Regions from separate parts of the Sus scrofa genome. Here region 2 is linked to region 1. A link is a contact called in public Hi-C data. All regions are on one chromosome and are shown on one strand. Each heading gives the region's core, a stretch centred on a gene start, on an enhancer-like site or on the middle of the called end of the contact. The rest is flanking DNA. Distances are from core to core; before and after follow the strand shown.

What was found. Hi-C and Micro-C count contacts between places; a contact is called where the count stands out from the background.
Region 2: a contact with region 1 is called in a Hi-C map of epiblast stem cells, with 1.6 times the contacts expected there. The contact joins the enhancer-like site here to the promoter of SPAG6 in region 1. A contact is called at or near these places in 2 of 5 promoter capture datasets (fetal liver and liver), 2 of 47 Hi-C or Micro-C datasets (epiblast stem cells and fetal liver) and 1 of 2 datasets of contacts at active chromatin or transcription factors (alveolar macrophages).

Annotation. Positions count from the first base shown.
Region 1 is chr10:52,568,955-52,575,175 of Sscrofa11.1, reverse strand. It overlaps SPAG6 (sperm associated antigen 6), which reads left to right and starts at 3,199. Exons shown (of 11, transcript NM_001159312.1): 1 at 3,199-3,367; 2 at 3,452-3,547. The coding sequence starts at 3,343.
Region 2 is chr10:52,652,131-52,658,351 of Sscrofa11.1, reverse strand. No RefSeq gene overlaps it. Among named protein-coding and RNA genes, the nearest start is that of TRNAN-GUU, 22 kb to the left of the region's middle. Within about 2 kb of position 2,746, at least 65 of the 83 cell types and tissues checked have an H3K27ac peak or open chromatin away from gene starts, as enhancers often do. A contact at or near this core is called in alveolar macrophages, epiblast stem cells, fetal liver and 1 more, where this site is marked.

The DNA of each region.
Region 1 (6,221 bases), core at 1,950-4,449:
ATGTATGCTTTCATCATTACAGGTCCATTTCGAGTCCACTAACTTTGTTATAGGGTGTGTCATGCCTCTATTTTTAATTCAAGTAAGTATGGAGTTATATTTTAAATTTTAGGTTTGGTATGGACAAAATGATTATTGTATTCTCAGAAGTTAAATAATTACTTGCAGGTGCCAAATGAATGCATACTTAAATACTACCATTATTTTTTTAATTCTTTGGGGGAGGAGGGAAGGAGATTTCATATCTGGATAAAACTCAGGTTTGTTTGTTTGGTTTTTTTTTCTTAAAAACAAGGCACCTTTTATTAGTTAAGTAATACTTTAGATATTCTCACCTCTTCCCCTAGGTTATCCTAAATTCCTCTTTGTTCCCAAAGTACTCACAATGCTGAGTGCAATTATAACCCCTAAAACAGGGCAGACTGCAGTATGTGCTTGTTGAATGAATTAAACTTTGTTTAGATGTCTTTCTCCCACTGGGTTTTCATGTCCTAGAAGATAGGCACATTCTTTTATTAGCAAAGTGTCTGTCATACATTGATATTTAATGGTTTGGGCTTGAGAGAGGAATCTATATCTATACTTGATTCATCTCAAGAGCAGTTTTTTAAAATGTGGCTATTAATATCTAATTAGCAAATATAAAGCTTTAACTTTTAAAATTCATCCAGAAGCTGAAGAAAAAATACATGCCTGTTAAAATTAGTAAAACTTCCTTTAGGCATGTGTAGAATATATTCCCATGATAATAGTGTTTTCTAGATTCTCAGAGCAGATTTTTAAAAGATACAGAACAGGATTTTTAAATTGGCTTTAGGGTGTTGTCTTTTTGAGTCTCTTTTTCATAGAAAGAGGAATTAAATGCAAAAATTATTTTGAAGTTACCTGTGGTTAGCTTTATACAAAAAGAGGCAAAGCCTTCCACACAAATCTTTCATGGAAACATTTTAGCAAGTTATTCAGGTAATATGTTTCATTATCTATTAGATATATAGTTTAATGTGTCAAGTACATTGTATATCTATTTAAAGTCAGCTGGTAAGAGGAGTAATCTTAAGAGCACCTTTTCTCTTTTTTAAATTAATGTATCCTTTTGAACAGTTTTCTTTCTCACTGCTTACCTGCTTAACTGTTAGAAGTGTGTATGTCATCTGGAGGCATCCAATTAGCTTTGTAACATAGAACAGTATTTTAAATTTATAAGTTGAAAAGTGGATCAGAAAACATAGATTGGCTTTCTTGTCAGTAAAAATAATCTTTCACTTTTGCCATATTTTATATATTTAAATTACTAACAATTCCTTTATGTTTTGTGATAATTCCATGTTACATTTCTCCATTTAATTTTAAAGACTTTAAAAAAGAAAACTAAAATCAAGAGCAAAGGTCTAGTTTCTTCAGTATGTCCATTTTAGATATAAAGTAGTAATTCTATATTGTTTTACCTAGAACAACAGTTTACCCCACAGACACTGTTAATGACAAATACTCAGAATCTATAGTTTAAAATAATTTACACGCCATTTGAACTTTTCAAACTTTGTAGTGTTCCATAAATAGACTGTTTATAGGTTTAGACTTTTTCACTATTGAGCTCTTGTCTCCACACTTTGAAAGTAGAAAATACATACTAAAAACAATTACTAAAAATGGCAGCTGTAGTAGCTTAGGAGTTTGAATTGTTTAAGGACTAAAACCAAATATGGAACCTTTTAGTTTTAAGGGGATTTCTTTTTTCAAAATGCAACAAGGAACTGAAAACAAAATTACAATGAAGGTTTATTTGCAGTTTTAATTATTTGTCCAATCTATTCCCCCCACATCCCTAAATTGGGACACACAAAAGCTTTAATTTTAAAGGACATGCTTCCTTAGGGAAATGTGGTTATCACTGTGAAACTATGCTTCAGAGTTAGGTAAAAGATTGTGGCTATCATTGGTTTCTAAGTTGCAGAGCAAACACATGCACCTGTTCTGGGGGTAGCAGGGACCCAGCTGAGCATACTTATTCCTCTCTCTGGTTGTTGGTCCATTCCACAACTATTTGGGGCTTCACAAATTACAATGTCCAGAGAGCTCACATGAGAATGAGATTTCAAAGATTATTATATAGGACTCACCCCAAATATGAGAACCAGCTAAGTATGTATGATCCTTTCTATTAAAGAAGAGATATCAAGAGCTTCACTGTCTTGGCACTACTCAGCAGCAGCTGTGACTAGCTGCCAATTTGACACCTGATGAAACAATTTCTGATGGAGAAACGTTTAAGGTTGACACCTGTCATTGAAACATGGGGTATACAGTTTTCAGACAAGCTGGAAACCAATGATAGACCCAGCTTCTTTGAACAAAAGTCAAGTAGTCTGGAGTTAAAGTCATGTAAGCTAGGGAAGTCTGGCTAAGATAATGTGAATCAAGACTTTGCAGGTAAAGATTCCCTCTCCCTTTCTTTTGGAAATGTCCTTCACGGGGGGAAAAAAAAACGAAGCCTAAATTTAAAAGACAAAGACTAAATGTTTAAAAATCATCTAAAAGTGAGGAAACAGCAAAGTTAATAGTAATTGGAGAAAGTAATGGAAGATAGGAGACTTATCATACTGTTTACTTATCTACTTTTCTCACTGATTCTCTGTGAGTTCCGATTAAATGCTATCCATAGAGCATAATTATGAACTAATTCATATAGTATGAACGTACTTGTCTTGACCCTCCAGGAATCCTGAAGCCTGAAATGCCAGGTATATAAAAGCTGGACTAAAGGGGGAAATATTTGGTTTTCAATTTGCACTGACAGTAATGTATTTCTCAGATTACACAATGTCACATGTGGGATTTTTCTCCACTATCAAAGCCTAGGTGACTCCATCGCCGCACTTTGCTGTCTCGCGCACTTGAACCGGGTTTTCTGGGCGCGCGGGGCTCCCCCCGGACCTGCCGCAGTCAGGAAACTACGCGGGTCTGGGTTGGGTTTTGAAGCTCCCGACCTCCAGGCGGATGCCTGTACCTTCAGGGTGGTGACCCTCGACGGCGCGCGGCTCCCGCTCTGGCCGGGCGAGTGCCGCACGTATGGGAGCCCGGCACGCAGAGTCCCATCCTGGCTGCCGACGGCTCGGGGCTCGAGGGCACCGCGCCGTGACGTCACGCCCGGACCTGCCGTTGCCGCGAAACGGCCGCGTTCCGGTTCCGGTCGGTTGCCCGGAGACGCGGGTACACAGAGAGAACCGGCTCCCGTCGGAGGCCGAGTGGTCGCCGCGGTCGCCCCCTCCGCGAAGTCACAGGCCGGGAGCAGACGACCCGCGTCACCGCCGAGCCGGTGGCCGGCGCCGAACCGCGGGCGCCATGAGTCAGAGGCAAGTGCTGCAAGGTAGGCCCGGGCGCCCCGACGGGTGGCGGCGGGTCCCCGGGGGACAGCGGGCGGCGGCGCGCTCCAGCGTGTCTCTCCCCGCAGTGTTTGAGCAGTATCAGAAAGCGCGGACCCAGTTCGTGCAGATGGTGGCAGAGCTGGCGACCAGACCCCAGAACATCGAGACGCTGCAGAATGCCGGTGAGCCCTCACCCCGAACCCGCGTTGCTCCGCGCCCCTGGCCTCGCCGGTCGCCCCGCATCCCTGGGTCCCTCGGCTTCGCCCCGCACATCCAGCCCCTAGTCACCCCGGGCTCCCTCACCCTGTATCCCTGGCTCCTCGTCTCCCAGTGCCCCCTGGCCTAGCCTAGACCCTGGTTCCCGTCGCCCGGCTCCCCTGCCGGCTGAGATGTTGCGGAGCGGAAGGATGGGGATGGGAGAATCGGCGTCCCTAAATTCCTCCAGTCCACCTCAGAGGCTGTAGAAGTGTTTGGTCTCTTTAGCGGATCTTTGCGGATGTAGTTTCCAGATTGGTGTGAGAGGGGGGCCGACGCCCCTATTTCCTTCTTTATCGCAACCAGGCAAATATCAGAAAGTCAAGACCTTAAGAATTGCCTGGAAGTTATTTTGCGTGAATGCGAATCTATCCTAATCAGATCCGTTTTATCCTAATGCCCTGCCTTTAATCACCTTTGACTTGACTTTGTCACCCTAAAGGAATTTCAGGGTGGTTGACACGTTATTTCTCGCCTTGCATTAGTGAAAGAGCAAAGATATGCTTGAGTATATTTTCCAAGATGTTCAAAGTAGGCTGAGACCTAGCTTTGAGAAATCCTTATGGTGCTGTTATTCCTCCTCTCAGTTCATAGTCATGTAGACTCTATAGGGAGAGGAAGAGTGTATGTGTATGTGTTTTTGTGTTTTGTTTGTTATCTTTTAACATAAACAGAGAAGATGATGGTGGAACCCCCCCACCTCTTGTCTGTCTCTCCAGATTCCACCACCATCTGAAGGTAGTATTTTATCGCTGTGTCATGACAAATCTTCAATTTATAGGACGTGATCTTTAAAACTCATGTAAATGAATGTGAAATTAGAAGAAAATTAAGAACATATTTTCAGGGCAGGAATGTTTAGACATAATGTTTTTTCTGGGTTTCTTTAAGGGGAATTATTACTGTGCCTAGATGGTAATTTCTTTTGTCACTGGGAGGGATTCTGGTGTGTATTCACTGCATATTTTTATTTGGGGGGTATATTTAAAACAAAGTATTTTATAATCATTTCAGAAACTTAATTTTGAGATAATTGTAGATTCACATGCAGTGGTAAGAAATAAGAAAGAGATCTCATGTACCTCAAAACTGTAGTATGATATCACAACCAGAATATTGACATTGATAAAAATCCATCAGTTTTTTGTTTTCCCCACTTTTACTTGTACTTTAAGTGTGTGTGTGTTTATTTCTATACAATTTTGTATTGTTGCATACCCATCACCACTGTAGTCAAGATACTTTTATCACCACAAAGATCCCTTGTGATATCTTTTTATAAGCACACCTACTTCTTTCTTGTCCCTAACCCTGGGCAGCCACTAATCTGTTCTCCATTTTGAAATTTTCAAAGTTGATTATCTTTTGTTCTACAGTTGTTTCACATGGATTAGTTTTCTTCTGCATGTGTGTGTGTTGTGTGTGTGCGCTTGTGTGCATGCCTGTATGCTCAAAGTTCCCAGAAGAGTGCTGACACACAGTGTTTTACATACACTATTTAAACTTTATTAGTAAGTATTACATTTTTTGAATGCACTTATTTTTTAGATTTTTTTCCCCTTTCTGTCCTGCTCAATGGTCTTTGTGAATGGACTCTTGCTATTTATAAATATTTAATTTTCTGGACGGTATATATACAGTTAAAATAAAACATGTTTTTTTAAAAAAAAGGGAAATTGGTGTTCTTTTAGAAATTTGATACTAAAATAAAACATACAGATAAAACTTAAAATACAGAATATCATGTTTTAGTGTAATAGTGACAAATTATCTCTTCCCATAGGTGTACAATGTAGAATATATTATAGAATTTAATCAATCCAAACAGGCTAAGTCATCATCAAAGTATAAGTGATTTAGATATGACATTCTTAAATAGCCACCTATTTCCAGTTTGTCTGGATTATGAAGGAATGGGAAAGAAAAGGTATATAACTTAATGTTTTGAAATTGTCTGCACTTGACTCATATCTTGATCAAATTGTAATATTTTCCTTTTCCCCGAGGAACTTATTTTGACATATTTGATGTTATTTAAGTTCAACTTGAGCACCCTTTTCATAACTTTAAATAGAGAGAATATTTCAATATATTATTCTTTTAATTAAAAAAAAACCTGTAAGCTTTGTTATGAAACCTTCTGTTAATAGTCAATTTAACCACTCATATGGTTTATTATTTTTTTTAAATCACCATGGATTTAAAAATGCTTTTGAATGAGCCTAATGTGTGTACATATATTATATATTTTAATCAAGCTTTTTTTTTAAATGACTTCATTTTGGTAGTATAAGATACCAATACATTTTATTCCTGACTTTGACATAACTGTCCATATACCTTGAAGGGTTTTGTTTTATTTTCATACTTTTCTCCCCTAATAAACTATTTAAATAAATATGTATCATGGGTCCAAAATAATGTAAAAAAAATTCCATATAGACATCATGATAAATCAGTAGTTCACTTGTTAGGAATTTTTAAATTCAGTGTGGAAGGAATCTTAAAGATGAAAATTATCAACGGAATTTTATTTCAATTTAAAATCTCTGATCTTTTTCATTGTGTTTTTGATGTGCTAATGACAGTTTTTACTTTATT
Region 2 (6,221 bases), core at 1,497-3,996, 84 kb before region 1:
CTAATTTTTTTTTCTCCCACATGAATGTTTTTTTTAAATAAAGGAGAAAAGTAAAGGAAGAATTAATTCCTCCCTATAATCTGTAAACTCTTCAACATCAGATACCTGTGTCTGATGTGTATCCTCCTCCCCAGTTCTTTACCTAAGTGGGATTTGAACATTACTAGTTCCTCTCCCTCCTTTCTATATAGATATATCGATATATACACACATATACGTGCAGATATATATGAATAAACACTTTTTTCCTAGCATCCATTGCTTAGAGTATATACAATATCGTTCATTTAAAATGAACTGAGTTGTGCCTTAATTTATCCCCTTTGACCAGGAGATACATCTTAATAGGATTAACTTGGTAGAAATACTGAGTCATTCCAATTAAACTGAAGGGTACTAATAACTTTCTAATTTTGCCCATTTTTAGAAAGCTTGGGTGGGGGAATCTACCCTCCCTTCCAGTGAGATTCATTTTCTTTGTTCATCTTCCAGGAGAAAAGCATAACAAAGAAGTAGGAGCTTGGATTAAAAACCTATTTTTAAAAGGCACAAAGTCATTTATTTGAGTCAGAGGAGACCATATGCCAAATTCAATTTGATAAGCATATTGTGAAGGTACCAACTCCCAGATTTAGGCTCTGAATAAGGCCTAGTTCCACTGGTTTAGTTCTTGCCACTACCTACTTCCTTTCTCCTTTCTTTCATAAAGAAATAGTTTACAAGTTAGATGTGGTCATAACCTAACTTTAATCCAAACAATTAATGAAAACTCCAGAAGGTAACTTTTTAAAAAGAAACATTCTAAGATTCTTTCAAAGAATGCTATGCTGAGACATTTTTAAAAGAGTTCCCTTATAAAAGTTTGACCTTTTCAAATAATTCCAGGAGCATGAGAATTACATAAGGGATGAGCATTGTATTTTTTTTTTTTTTTCCTGGAGGTTATGGTTTTGACAGATCACAGAGGAGGTAAAGCTAGCCAGAAGGTATAAGAATGCACTGGGGAATGTGAATAAAATGAAATGTAGTTAGTAATCACTATATAGGGAAGCAAAATCATTTTATTTTCAAATATGGTACAAAGGACAACCTTTTTACCATAACTAAAAGAAGCACTTAGATCAGAAAATGATGTCAGTGTTTTCAGATCTGTATTGACTGAAGCCCTTCACTTGAAATAGCTTCTATCAGCTGGTTCCTGAATAGAACCCAGGCAGATTGTGCCCAGCCCCTCTCCCCCCTCCCCCCCTCCCCCCGGAAAAAGCAAAACCCAAACTCTATTACCAAGATTGGGCACTATCAGGAAAAGCACCCTCTGCTTTATCTTTAATGTAGCAACAACCTATTTCTCCTTGTCTCACTGAGCAGCGCTTAGAGACCTTGAACTTCAAAATCATACTGCGTCTACAGAAACTATCCGAGAACCCACAATTTGGGGGGCGTTATGTATTCGAAAGCATCGGTCTCTTGAAAGAGTTCATCCTTTTTTTTTTTTTTCTTTTTTTTTTTTTTTAGGATCAAAGTCAACTATGCGTGTAAAGAAAAGGTAATTTTCAAAAAAGCTTGGCCTTAAAAACATAAGTTATCACAGTGCTTGGGGTTCCCTCTAGAAAAACAAGAAACAAAAAAAGAAAAAACACTTAACATTGCTGTTTTCTCTGCACGCTTCTCTTAAAATGGTCCTCAGAAGTCCCTCGGGAAAATGAAACCCACCTATCCAAATTATGCCACCCCCCCACGGACGCTGCAAAAGCGATATTCTCAGCTTAAAAGATCTTTTTTAAAAGGTATTTACTTCTGCGTAAGCCCCGAGCCTCCTCCGGGGCGATGACGCCCGGCTGCTGAGACGGCGCCGCCGCGCGAGTCTGGGCGCAGAGCCGCGGGGGGCGAAGGCGCGGGGCGAGGGCACGACTAATTAGAGGAGATGTTTGGGTTCTAAATAAAACCTGTCTCTACCAAACCAACTCGTTACCTAGCCCCGCCGTCCCTACCACCTTCGCTCTCGACACGCCGAAAACAGCCAGTGAGACGGGCGGGGGAGTGCGAGCCCAGAAAGGGAACTGAGAAGAGAAGCGCCTGTGACACAAAATGGAGAAGGAGGAACCGAGAGGGGAAAGAAAAGACTGGAAAGCGGGGGAAGGAGGTTGTCAATAGAAAAGCAAAGGGGTGATGGGGTAGAGATTACGTGGAGGAAAGCCGAGGAGGGGGGGCGTGGAAGGACTGGAAACATCAACTAGACGAACTAAGAGGAGGAAAGAAAGACGTTCAAAGGCTGAGGCTCCATTTTCAGCAGCGCCATTTCGCTTTTCCTTTCGCCGCGTTTTGTTTGGTTTTGTTTGCAGCCGGTGGATGGGCGCCAGCGCATTTCTGCAGTTTCAGCAGCTTTGGTCCGACAGATGGGGAGGGACGCAGAGCCCCGGCGCTGGCGCGGCCCCCTCCCCGGCCTGGACGTTCCGCGCACCTCCCGCCCCCGCCGCTCCCGGCGGCTCTGCGGCCTCCCCCTCGGTCCCCGGCCGGGAGGAGATGCGGCGCCCGGACCGGCGGCGACCCCCTGGCCCCGCAGAGCCCTCCAGTTCCGCCTGCGGGGCGGGTGGTGGGCGCGTGCGGCGAAGGGCTGGGGGAATCGGGAAGCGTCGAGGAAAGAAACCGAAAAAGACCAACGGCACGGGCGGAGAGGAAGGGAGGACGCACGCCAGGGATGGGGGTGTGGGGAGGGGCGCCTGAAAATAGACCTTCCGAGGGTGGCTGGGGGCCCAGCCCGCATTCCGCCCCGGGGCGGGCGGCCTGTCTAGCACCTCCACCTGCGCCGGGCAGCGGGGACGGCGCGGCCTCGTTCGCGCGCTCGCGCCGGGGCTGCGTCCCCAGCCAACACAGAGCCCGGCTGCCCAACGCGGCGCCGGGCCCAGGCCGCCAGGCCTCTCCCAGCTGCCGGAAGAACGGCCAAGGTCGGGCTCGGCTGGGAGCCCCAGTAGGGCCCGGAGGGAAGGACGGGACAATGCCAGCCTCGGGGCGCCCGGCCGGGAGGCGGCACCGGACGCCGGTCTGCGGGGTGCAAGTCCCAGGGATTTTTCGGTGCGGGCGGTGTCTCGAAGCGTCTTTGGGGTTAAGTTCTGGGGCAACTGGAGGCAGTTCAGGAAACAAAGTCAGGCTTTCTCACCCCCGACCCCCCAACTGTTAGTTTCCGTCTACTTATAGTGGGTCCATTGTAACAGTGTCCAACTGCGCCCTGGGTACATTTATTTCGTACCCCTCCCCTTTTTTCTTCACTTGCACTTGACTTTGTCCTCCGCTCCAAGTGATGTTATCTCCGGCGCTAGAGGAGTCCGGGGTTGCCGGCGCCCGCATCCCCACCGCTAGGTTCATGGCATCCGCGGCCCCCGAACCTCTGGGGAGGAGGAGTGGGGGCACACCAGGCAGGGAGGCCATGCGTCTGGGGCGGCGGCCGGTCTCTGCCCAGCTCCCGGCACGGACTTGTGCGGGGCGGCCGCCGCCAAAGAGGCACCGCGGCCAGACCCGCCGACCCGCCGTCGGGTTCCTCGCCGCCGGGCAACATGGGCCAGGACCGCCGACTCCTGCTTCCCCGGCCCTCCTTCCTCCCCCTGTAGGGGTGTGGTGACTTGAGGCTGGAAGTGACAGAGTCTACAGGCCGGTAGAGCGGAGCCCTTGGATGTGGCGACCCGGGATCACCGCAATGATAACCAAACCGCACAAGGTCCCGGGGCGTCTCAGTCAGCGCTTCCCTGGTTTTGCACCAAGAAGAGTCCTCACTTCTATGCGCCCTGGGTCACTGCGTCCTCCTATCATGGTCACCTCTAACCACAGAGCACTGTGCGTGCTACCGGCCCCCGGAGTGCTCGAATCTCTCAGACCTCGCAAAAAAAGCAGACGCGCCACCTAAACTTGGTGCCTTAGACGCTCCTCTGACGCAGGCGGCACAACCTTCCGATCCACTCACTGCGCCAGCCACGCACGCGCAGGCCCACCTGCGGCTCTGCCGTGCACCTTATAACCCGGCTATTTTATCACTGCTGCTGTATTAATTTGCCTTTAAATTTTGAAGTAACATTTAGGTTATTTCCAACTGTTGATCCTTTATATAAATAGTTTTTCAGACTACAGATTTCCACAAGGAAAACACATCTTGCCCAAATGGCAGAAAACCCAGATTTCTTGTATTCTTCTATAGGAAAAGTTGCATTAAAACACAGGTTTCAAATTACTTTCGGATTAAACTGTTTTCCCTAAGAGAAAGCTCCCTGGCTAAGCTCAAACTTTAGTCTTCACATCTTTAGTTAAGTGGATCTTCTCCGTGTGTGTGTGTGTGTGTGTGTGTGTGTGTGTGTGTGAGAGAGAGAGAGAGATTTTGAAAGACAAGGAGATCAGTGCTAAAATCAAAATTTCAAATTCAGAGAGCTATCTGTGATGGTTTTACAATATTACACAAAATTAAGAAGTAAAAAATAGTGACAAGCTATAAGGCCTAGTTGACAAATAACACTGCATCTTCAGTTTCTGAAACAGATAAAAAGGATTGTAGCAGGTTTTTTAAATTCAAATATTCACCTTCTGGAATAGACGTCATTTGACAATGTATGAAATTTTAAATTGAGCAGTGTTCATAAATCTCATATTATGTTTCTTGGCTATGTTCAGCAGTCTTTTGTGCTTCTCTCTTTTACGGCAAAACTTATGTAGAACTCACCAGGTTTCTTTTAACTTAATCATAATTTTTCTCTTTTAAAGTAGATACTCAAGTCACTTAGAAAAGGACATTTTATGGCAGCCAAATACAAGGGCAAATAAAACTTAAAAGTAGTAACTTTTTCCTCTCTCAAGGATCACTTCCTTCAGAAATAAAAGTTGGAAGTTGTAGTTGGTAGGTACTGTCTTCACTCTTAAATCTAGCCCCTGAATACAACTGATTAGGCATTAAGGCCTACTTTTTTTTTTTTTTTTTTTTTTAACATTGCAAAGCATTTATTAAACTCTAAAGAAAAACTTGGGTTTCTTTTCATAAGTCCCTGTCCTGGTTAATTTTCTAATCTAGAACAAAGCTCACCACCCTAATATACCCCATTTCCAGCATTTCTTTGTTAAATAGTGCAGGATAATACGCAATTCAAAAAGAAAAGCATCTCTATTTGATACATTTAGCCTGTAAAAGAAGGCACAAAATCATTATCTTAAAAGGTTTTAAGTAGAACTCTTGTGTTTCATTCAAAAGCCATCTTAAGAGATAGTTACTATAAATTACCTTCGCAGCAAGTTTTTGGCAAGATACTCCTCAGGAATACAAAAAACTAAATCAGAAATGTCTGATATATGATAGTCAACTTAAAATATAGTTTCTACAAAACTACATTATTCTTTTTAACATGACCTATATGGATCTCTTTGTCTTTCAAATCTTAATATTGGTAATTTATTGAATACTTTTAAGACACTTTATGTTTAGAATTGACTGCTTTATTACATCATAAGTCATAATTGCTTCAACCCACTGAAATATGTTTTACTAAGCGTATTTTAAATGTTCCTTATTTGTTTTATGAATACCTCAAATTTCAAAAGTCTGCAATTTTTATTTTGAAGTACGTTTTTTTAGTGCCAGATATTGTTCTATATTAGCACATGGACTACATTCAAGTATTTCATTCTAATAAGATCCAAATGTAAATGCCTAAAATTAGGTATGTATAATCACAGGAAGCAGCAAAGAAAAGAACTTCTATTATAATTCTATTGGCATTTTAAGAACATTCAATTAAAAACATAAAGAAGGTTTCCAATTTGCTAATACCTTGTTTTTGTACTAAACTATTAAAAAGTAATAGTTTACATTTTCTAGCAATTCCTTCCCAATCCATTGCTTTATTAACTACTCTTCTGATTATGTCTACTAGATAACAAGCATGATCCAACACTTAGATAATGAAATGAAATTTAAAAATTTCCCTTTTTAATGTTTGATGTTTCTTAACAGTTTTTTGAGAAATAGATATAGTTAAAAGATGTCAACAATTTGAAACCTAAGGATGAACATTTGCATTCATTTATCAAATATACAGAATTTATTGAAGTCCAAGGTCGTCTGAGCAATGAATGTGTTGAAAATAAATATTGAAATACAGGAAGTTCAAGGGTTATAATTCTTCACAATTAACTGGGAATTTAGGAATAGTGTTCTTTTTATTTTAATAGCTCTTCCTTTAGGAGGACTG